Regions from separate parts of the Xenopus laevis genome. Here region 1 is linked to region 2. Evidence: chromatin contacts called from public Hi-C data. All regions are on one chromosome and are shown on one strand. The core of a region is the stretch at or near the end of the contact, and the rest is flanking DNA. Distances in the headings are between cores, read along the strand shown.

Region 1 (5,455 bases), core at 1,124-3,623, 820 kb before region 2:
TTTTTTAATCACAGAGAACATGTAGAAACCACATACCCATCTATCATTTATATCATACGACTCCCGCCATCCACAAGCAAGCCATACTACACATTTAACATCTTTAATTAAAGGCTTTTATTTGACGGAGTATAAAATATTTTTTTACATCAGCATATATATTAAAATGCACCTCGGGGGAGTGTAGCAATAGCACAGTTTTACTATACTATTCTACTCTATACTACTATCACATTCCCATGATGGAAATCATTCACTAATTTACTAAGAATTAGTTAAGGTGGTCATACATTGGTTGACAGCCTTTGGCCTACAGGTACATACAGTGAATGGTTACCTTTCTATGGTTTTATTTGTATAGGCCCTAATGATTGAGCTAGACCAGCAATCCCCAACCAGTTGCTCATGAGCAACTTGTTGCTCAGTGACTTCTTGGATGTTGCTCTCAGTGGTCTCAAAGCAGGTGCCTATTTTTGAATTCCAGACAAGAAGGCAAGTTTTAGTTGCATAAAAACCAGGTGCACTGCCAAACAGAGCCTCCTACGGGCTTCCAGTTCACATAGGGGCTACCAATAGCCAATCATAGCCCTTATTTGGCACACCCAGGAACTTTTTGCATGCTTATGTTGCTCTCCAACTCTTTGTACATTTAAAAGTGGCTCATGAGTAAAAAAGGTTGGGGACCCCTGAGCGAGAGGATGTGAAGAGAGACTGTGGCTGATGTTTTCTTAAAAGAAAAGGAAAGAAAGTTACTGCGGTTACTCAGCTTTAGTGCCACAGGTCTGGGATTGTTGCCTTAAGGGTTTGGTCCAGTTAGACTATAGTTATAAGCCCATGTGTATAAAATATATAGTGAATAAAGTACCCCTATTGTAAAATATAAGGATATTTATAAGTCACCGAGGAGTTCCATGACCATATTAACAGGTCATGGAACTCCGAGGCTACTTTTTATATCCTCAAATTTTCCAACAATGGGGTACTTTATTTATTATAATACACAAGTTTTAGTGAGTTATGAGACAAAAATGACATCACTACTCAACGTTTATAACTGATGACATCACTAGTCACATTTAGAAGGATATAAGTTGCAAGATATTGTGTAATATAATAAAAATAATACATAAAGACACCATTTCCAGTCCTCCCGATCGTCAACTATAAAACAAATTCCAACCGTCGTTCTGTCAGCTCATCTGACAAAGGCATGCTGGGAGTTCTGCAACAGTTGGAAGTAGTAAAGAGGGCCTTTCCTCTGGGCTAAGAGCTGTCACAACACACTGTAACCAACAGCCACAAAGACAATGGCAGCTGGACGCCCATAGGTTTGACACCATTCGTGTAAACCATCTGTAGCTTCCTTGTGACTTCCAAACAGAAAGTAACGAGTCCAAAGGAATCCTTGTGAAAGTCCAGTTTATGTTTCATGGCATTACAGACTAAGCCAGAAGGTCAAGTGTAGGATTTCATTGCGAGGCAAGTCCAATACAGGCACCAGTACCAGCGCTGGAGGTTTCTCAGCCCAGACATCTTTCAGAATCGTCCGAAGCCCTTGGAAAGAGGAAAAACTGAGTTTAACACAAATATACAAAAATATGGTAGTGAAGGTTCACACACTTGGCACTGTTCTACGTGACTGGGGGTTAAGAAAGCATCTTTAGTTTAAGAGTAACAAAACAAATGCTGCGTCTCTGGACCCTGGTGTCACTGCCCCCCCCAGGGATTCGGTGTTGTCAGGTGTGATTAGGCTCTACGGCCTCCCAGCATCCCCCCCCCAACACTGTAACTTGTGCAGGGCTTGAGGGGCAGAAGACACTCGCTGGGTAATGATAATCTCTGAACAAGGATTGTTTTGTTGTGGTTTATTAATTCAGGGCCTGATGGGGATATTAGTGGCTCCTGAAATTGGAAAGGCCGGGAGCATTGTAATTTGCTGAATCCCAAAATGCTTAAAACGAGCAGATAAACAGCAGCAATAATTGGGCTTTATTAAATCAAGCAGTCATTCATTACAACTATCCCAGCTGTACCAGACAGAGGAGGGAGGGAGGCAGGAGAAAAGAAAAATGTACAACATGTATGCTTGAGTGAAAATATAGCACTTACACAAGCATGGTGTCATCTAGATCAACATGGTCTCTCACTCCCACTAACTCAGTCTGTAGTAACCATAAACTAACCTACACTTCTTGCTTTACCCCCCAACAGTCACCAAAGCCCACCCACACGCTTCCCTTCCTCTTGCTGTGTTCTGGCAGCGAACAGGTTAAAAAGACAAGCTGACATTCTTTCTTTGAGACTGCACCTCGTCAGGACAGGTAAAGGGAGGCACCTCATTAGCAAGCGGAGCCTAATTAGCATTTTACTTCCAGCGAATATGAACTGCTGCTGAAAGCTCTGCTAATGACGGCTCCTGTCTGTGGTTAAAAACAATGACAATGCCGGCACCACGAGAATGACATGAGTAGGAAGTCCAAAAACCAACGCCCATATTAGCCTGCCCGGCACCAGACAGAAGACTCTCACGGCACAGCAAAAGCACAAAGCAAGGTATTTCTCCTTACTAATCCTGCTGCGGTGACTCCTATCAATGGCATCAGTCCTAAGGCAGGATACCAGTAGCATGAACCAGCTCATTCTCACATGGCATGCAAGGAGCCAGCTCTGCTATGTATTTAAAACCTTATTACATGTTATATGAACATCAAATACCCAGACTGGATCATACCCATAGGCAACATTACAGGGCATGGTGGATTGTATCACCCATCAGTGGGTTTCAGGCATTAGGTTTCAAATCTTCTGTGAAACGTGGTTATGCTCCTAAACTCAAATTATTAGTACAGGCAACCCTGCACGTATACCAGTTTTTTGGGTATGACATATTGCTATGTGTATGGCCAGTGTAAAGCTAATGGCACATGGCTGAAAAACACGCTCTTCTGCCTCCCACTGACATAAATAGGACATGGCTGATGGCTAGAGTAAACACTTTCAAGGGATTCTGTCATTACTGTTATGGTGTAGTTTTTATTTCTAAATTACACTGCAAATAATTCACTCTACAATATAAAATTGAATTCCTGAACCATCAAGTGTATTTCTTTTTATTTATAATATTGGTGTGAAGGCAGCCATCTCAGGTCAATTTGCCTGGTCATGTGCTTTCAGAAAGAGCCAGCACTTTAGGATGGAACTGCTTTCTGGCAGGCTGTTGTTTCTCTTACTCAATGTAAATGTAGGAGTCGGGGGTGATATCACTCCAACTTGCAGCACAGCAGTAAAGACTGACTGAAGTGTATCAGAGACAAGTCACATGACTGGGGGCAGCTGGGAAACTGACAATATGTCTAGCCTCATGTCAGATTTCAAAAATTGCTCTTTTGAGAAACGGATTTCGGTGCAGAAGTCGGATGCTGCAACACTATTAACTGATGAATTTAAAAAAAAAAAACAAAAAACATTTGTTTCCCTTTCTAATCAAAAAGGAGGGTGCCAGGTGGTATTTTGGGTGTTGTTTAGATGGCTGAAAATCAGCCCTTGTGCTATCAAGTTTAACACACTCCAAAAGCAGTTTCAAATATGAAATACGCCATATAGTCATCACCATTATAGTTCAAAAGTAATTTGCCCTCTTGATTGAGACTCACCTTCCTGCAGCCTCTGTGAGTCTGGTTCTTCCCCCCTATAGAAGACTCTGCAGCACAGGGCTGCAAGTTGATGGGGGGCCATGGGAAGTTCATCTGTAGCTCTGCGGAGGGCTTTTTCTATAAGGTTGCTGACTTCATGCCAGTCCCGCACCTCGTGGGCAGCTCTGATTGGGGCTAAGCTTAGAGACAGTGAGAGGGCGGCACAGGAGAGACAGCTCGATATCACCCCATGAAGCATCACCTGGTAGGGCAGATTTTCCTGGCAAATTGCAAAGTGTCTCCTCTCCTCTGGGTCACTCACAGCAGCTATGACATGCCACTCTACTGAAGCGCCACGTGGGAGCATTGGTACTATCGCCACTGTAACAGGGGCAAGATCAGCCTGTAGGTATGAAACAGAATATAGGACTGCAATGGAATAACATCTAGATACAAGAATAACTTATCAGCCAATTCAATGGTTTTTAATGACAGTGGGGGTCATTTATCAACACTGGGCAAATTTGCCCATGGGCAGTAACCCATGGTCACCAATCGAATTGCTGCATTCATTGTTCTACTTCCAGCTGGCTTTAGAAAGCTAATCGCTGATTGGTTGCTATAGGTAACTGCCCATGGGCAAATTTGCCCAGTGTTGATAAATGAGCCCCAGAGTCTTACATTTACATGCAAGCTTTTATCTACTAAGATAAATACTAAGCTAAGCCTAAAGGTGGCCATACACGTAGAGATTTGCTCCTATGGCGATGTTGCCAAAATCTCTCCCCGATATGCTCACCTTAAGCTTAACAGAAGGTAAACGGGCGGTCAGGTGGCGGGACCGCGATCTGATGGGATTTCTAGTCCTGTCCCATCGACATCTGGCCGACTCTCGGCAGTTTGCAGGATGACTGGCTGTATCAGTAGGTACGAGTGGAGCCCCATTTTTTGATGACCCCTGAGATGCACTAAATCGGGTCACTGGCTGGTCTGTTATGGCCCATCAACTCTGACGAGCTTGTGCCAAAGGAGAAATGACAACAATCAACCATTCTAATGTACCGTGTGTACAGTTTGGTTGGAAGTTGATCAAAATGTAGAGTATGTAGTAGAATTATCAGTATGTAGCTGTATACATATGTCAAATGTACTATTGCCTGCCTTAATACACAGGTATGGGATCCATTATCCGGAAACCCGTTAACCTGGAAAGCGACTGCCACAGACTCCATTTTATCCAATTTTTTTTTTTCATTATTTCCTTTTCCTTTGTAATAATAAAACAGTGGCTTGTACTTGATCCCAACTAAGATATACTTAATCCTTATTGGAAGCAAAACACGCCTATTTGGTTTATTTCATGTTTACGCGATTTTCTAGTAGACTTAAGGTATGATGATTTAAATGAGGGAAACATCGGTTATCTGGAAAACCCCAGGTCCCGAGCATTCTGGATAAAAGGTCCCATACCTGTACTTGAATTTTAGGTATGACATATATCATTTCCATAAACGCTCTTGATCGGATATTCTGATATTCCATGCAAAATGTTGCACAGTGAAGGGCGTTCAATAATGTGTTAAAGAGTAGAAGGCTTAACCCGCTGCAAGCTGGATAAAAGCCGTAGGGACAGGCTTGTCCCCTGCAGTCAGGTGATCTAATAACTGCAGTGACAGGAGAATTGACAGGTCGGCAGGTCGGCCGTCAGTTCCGGGCTGTAATGACGGCTTCTCAATCAGCAGTGCTCAATTTTCTCCTCATATGCACAGTGCAGAGAGACAGGGGATAATTACAGGCAGCGTGACTGAGACAGGCAGCAAGGC
Region 2 (5,160 bases), core at 354-2,853:
AACAGCGCCTGGCTACAGACATTCGCTTCCAATTTAACATTGCATCATGAAAAGGCAATTGTGCTGGAACTGAGGGCAAGCCAGTCCTGATTACTGGGACTTGAAATGTGGCTTTAAGGAATGATTAATGACAGTGTCAGAGTTAAAACACTGGCACAATGAGAGTTATCTCTAATCCACCTGCTTTGCAGGCTGCAGTTGTAAAAAAAGAAGAAGAAGAAAAAAAAGAGGGGGAAGATGCAAACAGACCCTCACACACACCATGATAACAAAAAGCCCTGTTATAACAGCGGCAAAGCAAATCATAATACAAAGGTGCAGGGATGCAGATAGGTGTTAATGTCACAAGTAAAATAAATAAATAAAAAAATAAATGTGAAAGACGGATATTAAAATCTGCCTTGGTCCAGAGACGTCTCCTTTCATCCACAAGAGCGCTGCAGTGTAACGTTCACAGGAAGGCTGCGATTTAAGAAGAACCCTTCTTTCTTTTTTTTAAACGTGGCTTTTTATGTCTTCTATAATGGCCGTTTCCTTTGTTTTGTTATGCTACAAAAGCTCTGGAGATATGTGCTTATATATACGTGCGGCTTTAATTAATTTCAAAACACACTCCGGCACAAAGAGAAAGAGAGAGAGAGCGGCCTGCTTCTATACGGCACGGCGTGTGCTCTGCCTTAAAAGGACGAGTTCAATAGCAAACTCTCTTTTTAGCATTTATCTTGGTCACAGTTTGTTTGTTTGGTTTTTTTGTAAAATGAAAAAAAAAAAAATCAACCAGAAACTGGATAAAGTAATTATGAATATTAAAGTGACAAGGCTGGAGTAATGGGATGGGAATATACACTGCTTTCTCATATATCTTGATATAAAAGCGAAAATATTGTATATTCCCCTTCATTTTTCTTTGCTAGTATTTTTTTTAATCCCCTCTTCAAAGCCCAACTTTCTATGATTATTTCAGAACACTGATGCTGCGTCCCACACAATCCTATCCTATATAATCCTATGTAATAATAATAATAAAGTTCAAGTGTCTCTGCGTCCAGTCCCTGTGTCCGTGGGATTGCGCTACTGCGCATGTGCCCCACGGACCGTCGAGCCCGTTAATTTAACGGGTTTAATGTCTAGTAATGTTCATAAAAGTGGAGGTTTTTTTTGCCATAAATAGTGCCTGTATTTTAATACATGCTGGGCTTGGTTTGTTTTTAACCAAGTACATTTCTTTCCGAATAAACTACATGTAAAAGCCTATCAAGCAGCAGTGGAACACTTATACTGCCATTGGGCTTGCAGCGTTGTGCAGGCCCTTCTGACACGTAAGGGACTATGGGGGAAACAATTCCATACTTTATAATATCATAATTGTTAACATAAGCAGGAAGATTCGGAAATGATCCCAGGCAAGTGCAGTTATCGGTGGCATCTTTACATTTTTACATTAGTCCCTTTAAATCCCAACAGAGCTAGCGCTGTGCCACTATGCATTGTGTTTGAATAAAAAAATAGAATAAAATAAATTGTTACTGGAAATCGTGTAGGTTTACAGGCAGCTCGGTGAGCCTTGGTCTATTGAGCCAAATATTTCTTAGCTACTGTTCCTTGTGAAGAAATGACAATACTGCCACTGTGTGGAATAATCTGGGCATCACGGGCCACTTCTATGCTCCTGTGGGGGAATTGGGATCCTACAATTGCATTGTTCCTTTTAAGCAAACAGTAAAAAATAGATTTAAAAAAATTAAGATCATGAGTGATCTAAGCTGAGATTTTTTTTTTTTAAATTTTATTAAAATAAAATGACTTTTAAAAAAGTTAAATACATTTTAATCCCCCCCCATAACCTGAAATCGTATTATAATAATTAATGCTATTACAGTAGAGACTTGAAAAATATTGTGCAAAAAAATGTATCACTAAAAATACTATGTTTTTGTCCCCAACAACCTGAAATTGTATCATAACAATTGTTAACAGATGACGCTGTGACACTAGAGAATTTAAAAGTATTGTATAAACCAGAGCTTTTTGATGCCATTGGCTTTAAAATAAAATAAATAGTACAACACTCTATTAATTTCAGATTTTATTATATTTGATTTGAAGAGCGATTGGGGTTTTTTTTTGGGGGGGTCCAAGGCTTTACTGCTACAGAAGAATTGAACCGTGAGACTCATCCAAGTAACCTTAGAGTATAGTCCTGCAGCTTTTGTAATGACTCTGCAATCCACTAATAAATCAATGATTAAAACTTTTTTTAATTCTCTCAACATTCCTTTAAAAAAAATGTTAATATTTTTTTTAAAGGGTACATGTTTTAATAATTGTGTTTGTGGCTGAAAAATATTGAAATATTCATTAAAGTCAACTTTAATTTTAAAAGCATATTTTCATTGCTAACTGTTAACCAGGGGTGCATACACTTAAGCAATGTGGGGTCTCCTTTCACATTGGGGACTACAGTTGCAAATTACAATGGCAGTGCTCCCTTTTTTAACAACCAGTTCTTCAGCCAGTGATTGAAAATGTAAAGAACCGTTACCGTACCCAGCAGGGGAATCTAATGGAGCTGTTTGTTGGGTTGCTGTGATCTACTGACCACCAGCTGAAGATCTACTGGTAGCTTCTGGGTGTAACCAGGCCCGGACAGGCAATCTGTGGGTTCTGGCAAATGCCAGAGGGGCTGCTGTATGGTTCCATAGAAAGTTACCATATAGTGGGCTGGTAGGGGTCTCTTTGGGCTGGTAGGAGGCTGTTTGGGCCTCTGTGTACTTGGAATGACAGGGCCTATATTGACTCCCAGTGTAATCACTTGGTTTAGTCTCCTTCCTGATACGACCACAGTTCTATCACACTTTATAGATGAGATTAAAGCTATCGTTATAACAGATCATTCAAACCACACTGATCCAAGGTCCTTTCTTGTGTTTCTAACATCACTTCAAGACACAGAGCCCTAAAAAGAACTCATTATGAATGACTACGGCCAAAAAGTTTTGCAAAACAAAGGAACACCTCCACCACTGGAGATTTCAAATACAATATACCATTGAATACCTTTAGCCACATAATCTCTACCAGCACTAATTAGAAGTGCAAATAGATTTAAATGGGAATTTGTGGGACAATATTATCCCCGTACTTGAGGGTCTCAGCTACACTATGGGGATATTTATTAAACATCAAATTTTTCTGGTCAGGCTTTTTGGAGCAAAAACTCACATTTTTTTGTGCAAAATAAAACTCATTTTTCGAGATTTTTTTATTCCCAATGGGAATGGGAGATGTCCAATTTGAAGATATTGTGGTTTGTGCTGGGTTTAGCAAAATAATCTGAAAAAATGGGGTTTTTGGGGAAAAATCTGAAAAAATCAAGTGAATCGAGAGAAGAGTTTTTTCCCCGATCATATTTATTTGAGTTATTTTAATAAGTGTTGGGCGAATTTGCGCCGTTTCGCTTTGCCGAAAAATTGGCGAATTTACCCGCGAAATTCACGAAACAGCAAAAAATTTTTATGCCGGCAAATTTTTGCTGCCGTCTCACAAATTTATTCGCTGGCGACAAATCGTGCAAATTCGCCCCGAATTTGCGCCTGGCGAATAACTTCGCCCATCACTAATTTTTATGCTCAATAAGGCAAAATCGTAGATGGGAGTTTGGTCGAGCTTTTTTATTGAAACAATGAGATAAAATCGGATTTTAGTAAATAGCCCCCTATGTTATATGCCTCTATTTTTGGATTAAAATCTAAATTGTTGGCCTTACCCAAGCAGGCAGCATTATACAAAACAAATCATTTGTCTTCTGCCTCATGTGGATTCCAAAAGCTCCGACGGACCAGATAGTCCAAATCAGAAAACATCCACATGTGGATTTTATTTGCCATTTTAACAATTTAAAGTTTAGTCTCCTTCCTATATCTGACACAACCACATTTCCATCACACTTTATAGATGAGATTCAAACCACACCGATCCAAGGTCCTTTCTTGTGTTTCTAAAATCACTTCAAGATACGGATCCCTAAAAAGAACTCATTATGAATGACTAAGGCCAAAAAGTTTGGTAAAACCAAGGAACACCTCCACCACTGGAGATTTCAAATATACCATTGAATACATTTAGAATCTCTACCAACACAAATTACAAGTGCATGTAGATTAAATAAAAATATTTAAATGGGAATTTGTTGGACAATATAATCCCTTTACTTGAGGGTCTCAGCTACACTATGGGGGTTATTTACTAAATATCATATTTTCTGGTCAGGCTTTTTGAGGCAAGAACCTGAATTTTTGTGGAAAATAAAACTCATTTTTCGAGATTTGTTATTCCCCGATGCTGCATAAAACCATAATCTGAAAATCACCACCATCTCAGACCTTTTGAGTTCATGTATAAGTCAATGGGAGATGTCCAATTTGAAGATATTGTGGTTTGTGCTGGGTTTATCCAAAAAATTTTAGGTTTTTGGGCAAAAATCTGAAAAAGTCGAGTGATTCGGGGGTTTTGGGGAGTTTTTTCCCAATCATATTAAAGTTATTTTAAAGGGGAACGATTTTGAAAATTGAATATAAGCTTCCTCATACTGAAATAAGAAACTACAATCTACAATTAATTAATATTTTGCATTGTTTCTGAAATAATCAGGTTTATGTTCACTATTCCTTTCTCAGCATCTGTTTCTCTTCATTCTGTCTTCATGCATCAGTTGGGTGTCGGAAGAATGATCCAATATATCTTATAGGGGGCTCCCTTTCCAAGCAGATGAAACTCAAATAACTGATTCCAGTACAAACAAAATCTAACAAAATAACTGCCTTTTGCACAAAATTCTGCATATAGAGAGACATGATGTCTGGTGATTTTAATAGAGTGAGCTCTAATACATCTTCTAGGCAAAAGGAGCCCCTCTATAAGATATATTTTGGATCATTCATCTGACACCCAACTCCTGAATGAAGACAGAATGAGGAGAAACAGATGCTGAGAGAGGAATAGTGAAGATAAACTTGACTATTTCAGAAACAGTACAGGATTTTTAATTGATTGTATTTAGAAAGTTTCTTATTTCAGTATGCTGAAGCTAATATTACATTTTAATTTTTGCATTTGTTCTCCCTTAATGATAAATAAGGCAAAATCGTGGATGGGAGTTTG

Evidence for each region. A called contact is a pair of places that touch in the nucleus more often than the background predicts.
Region 1: a Hi-C map of the XTC cell line shows a contact between it and region 2, with 5 times the contacts expected there. The contact joins two enhancer-like sites. A contact is called at or near these places in 2 of 4 Hi-C or Micro-C datasets (the XL177 cell line and the XTC cell line).

What each region holds. Positions count from the first base shown.
Region 1 is chr8L:104,048,074-104,053,528 of Xenopus_laevis_v10.1, reverse strand. It overlaps dph6.L (diphthamine biosynthesis 6 L homeolog), which reads right to left. Exons shown (of 15, transcript NM_001092186.1): 14 at 3,654-4,035; 15 at 103-1,554. The coding sequence ends at 1,436. Among protein-coding and RNA genes, the nearest start is that of znf770.L, 16 kb to the left of the region's middle. Within about 2 kb of position 2,373, at least 2 of the 7 cell types and tissues checked have an H3K27ac peak or open chromatin away from gene starts, as enhancers often do.
Region 2 is chr8L:103,228,529-103,233,688 of Xenopus_laevis_v10.1, reverse strand. No RefSeq gene overlaps it. Among protein-coding and RNA genes, the nearest start is that of spred1.L, 66 kb to the right of the region's middle. Within about 2 kb of position 1,603, at least 1 of the 7 cell types and tissues checked has an H3K27ac peak or open chromatin away from gene starts, as enhancers often do.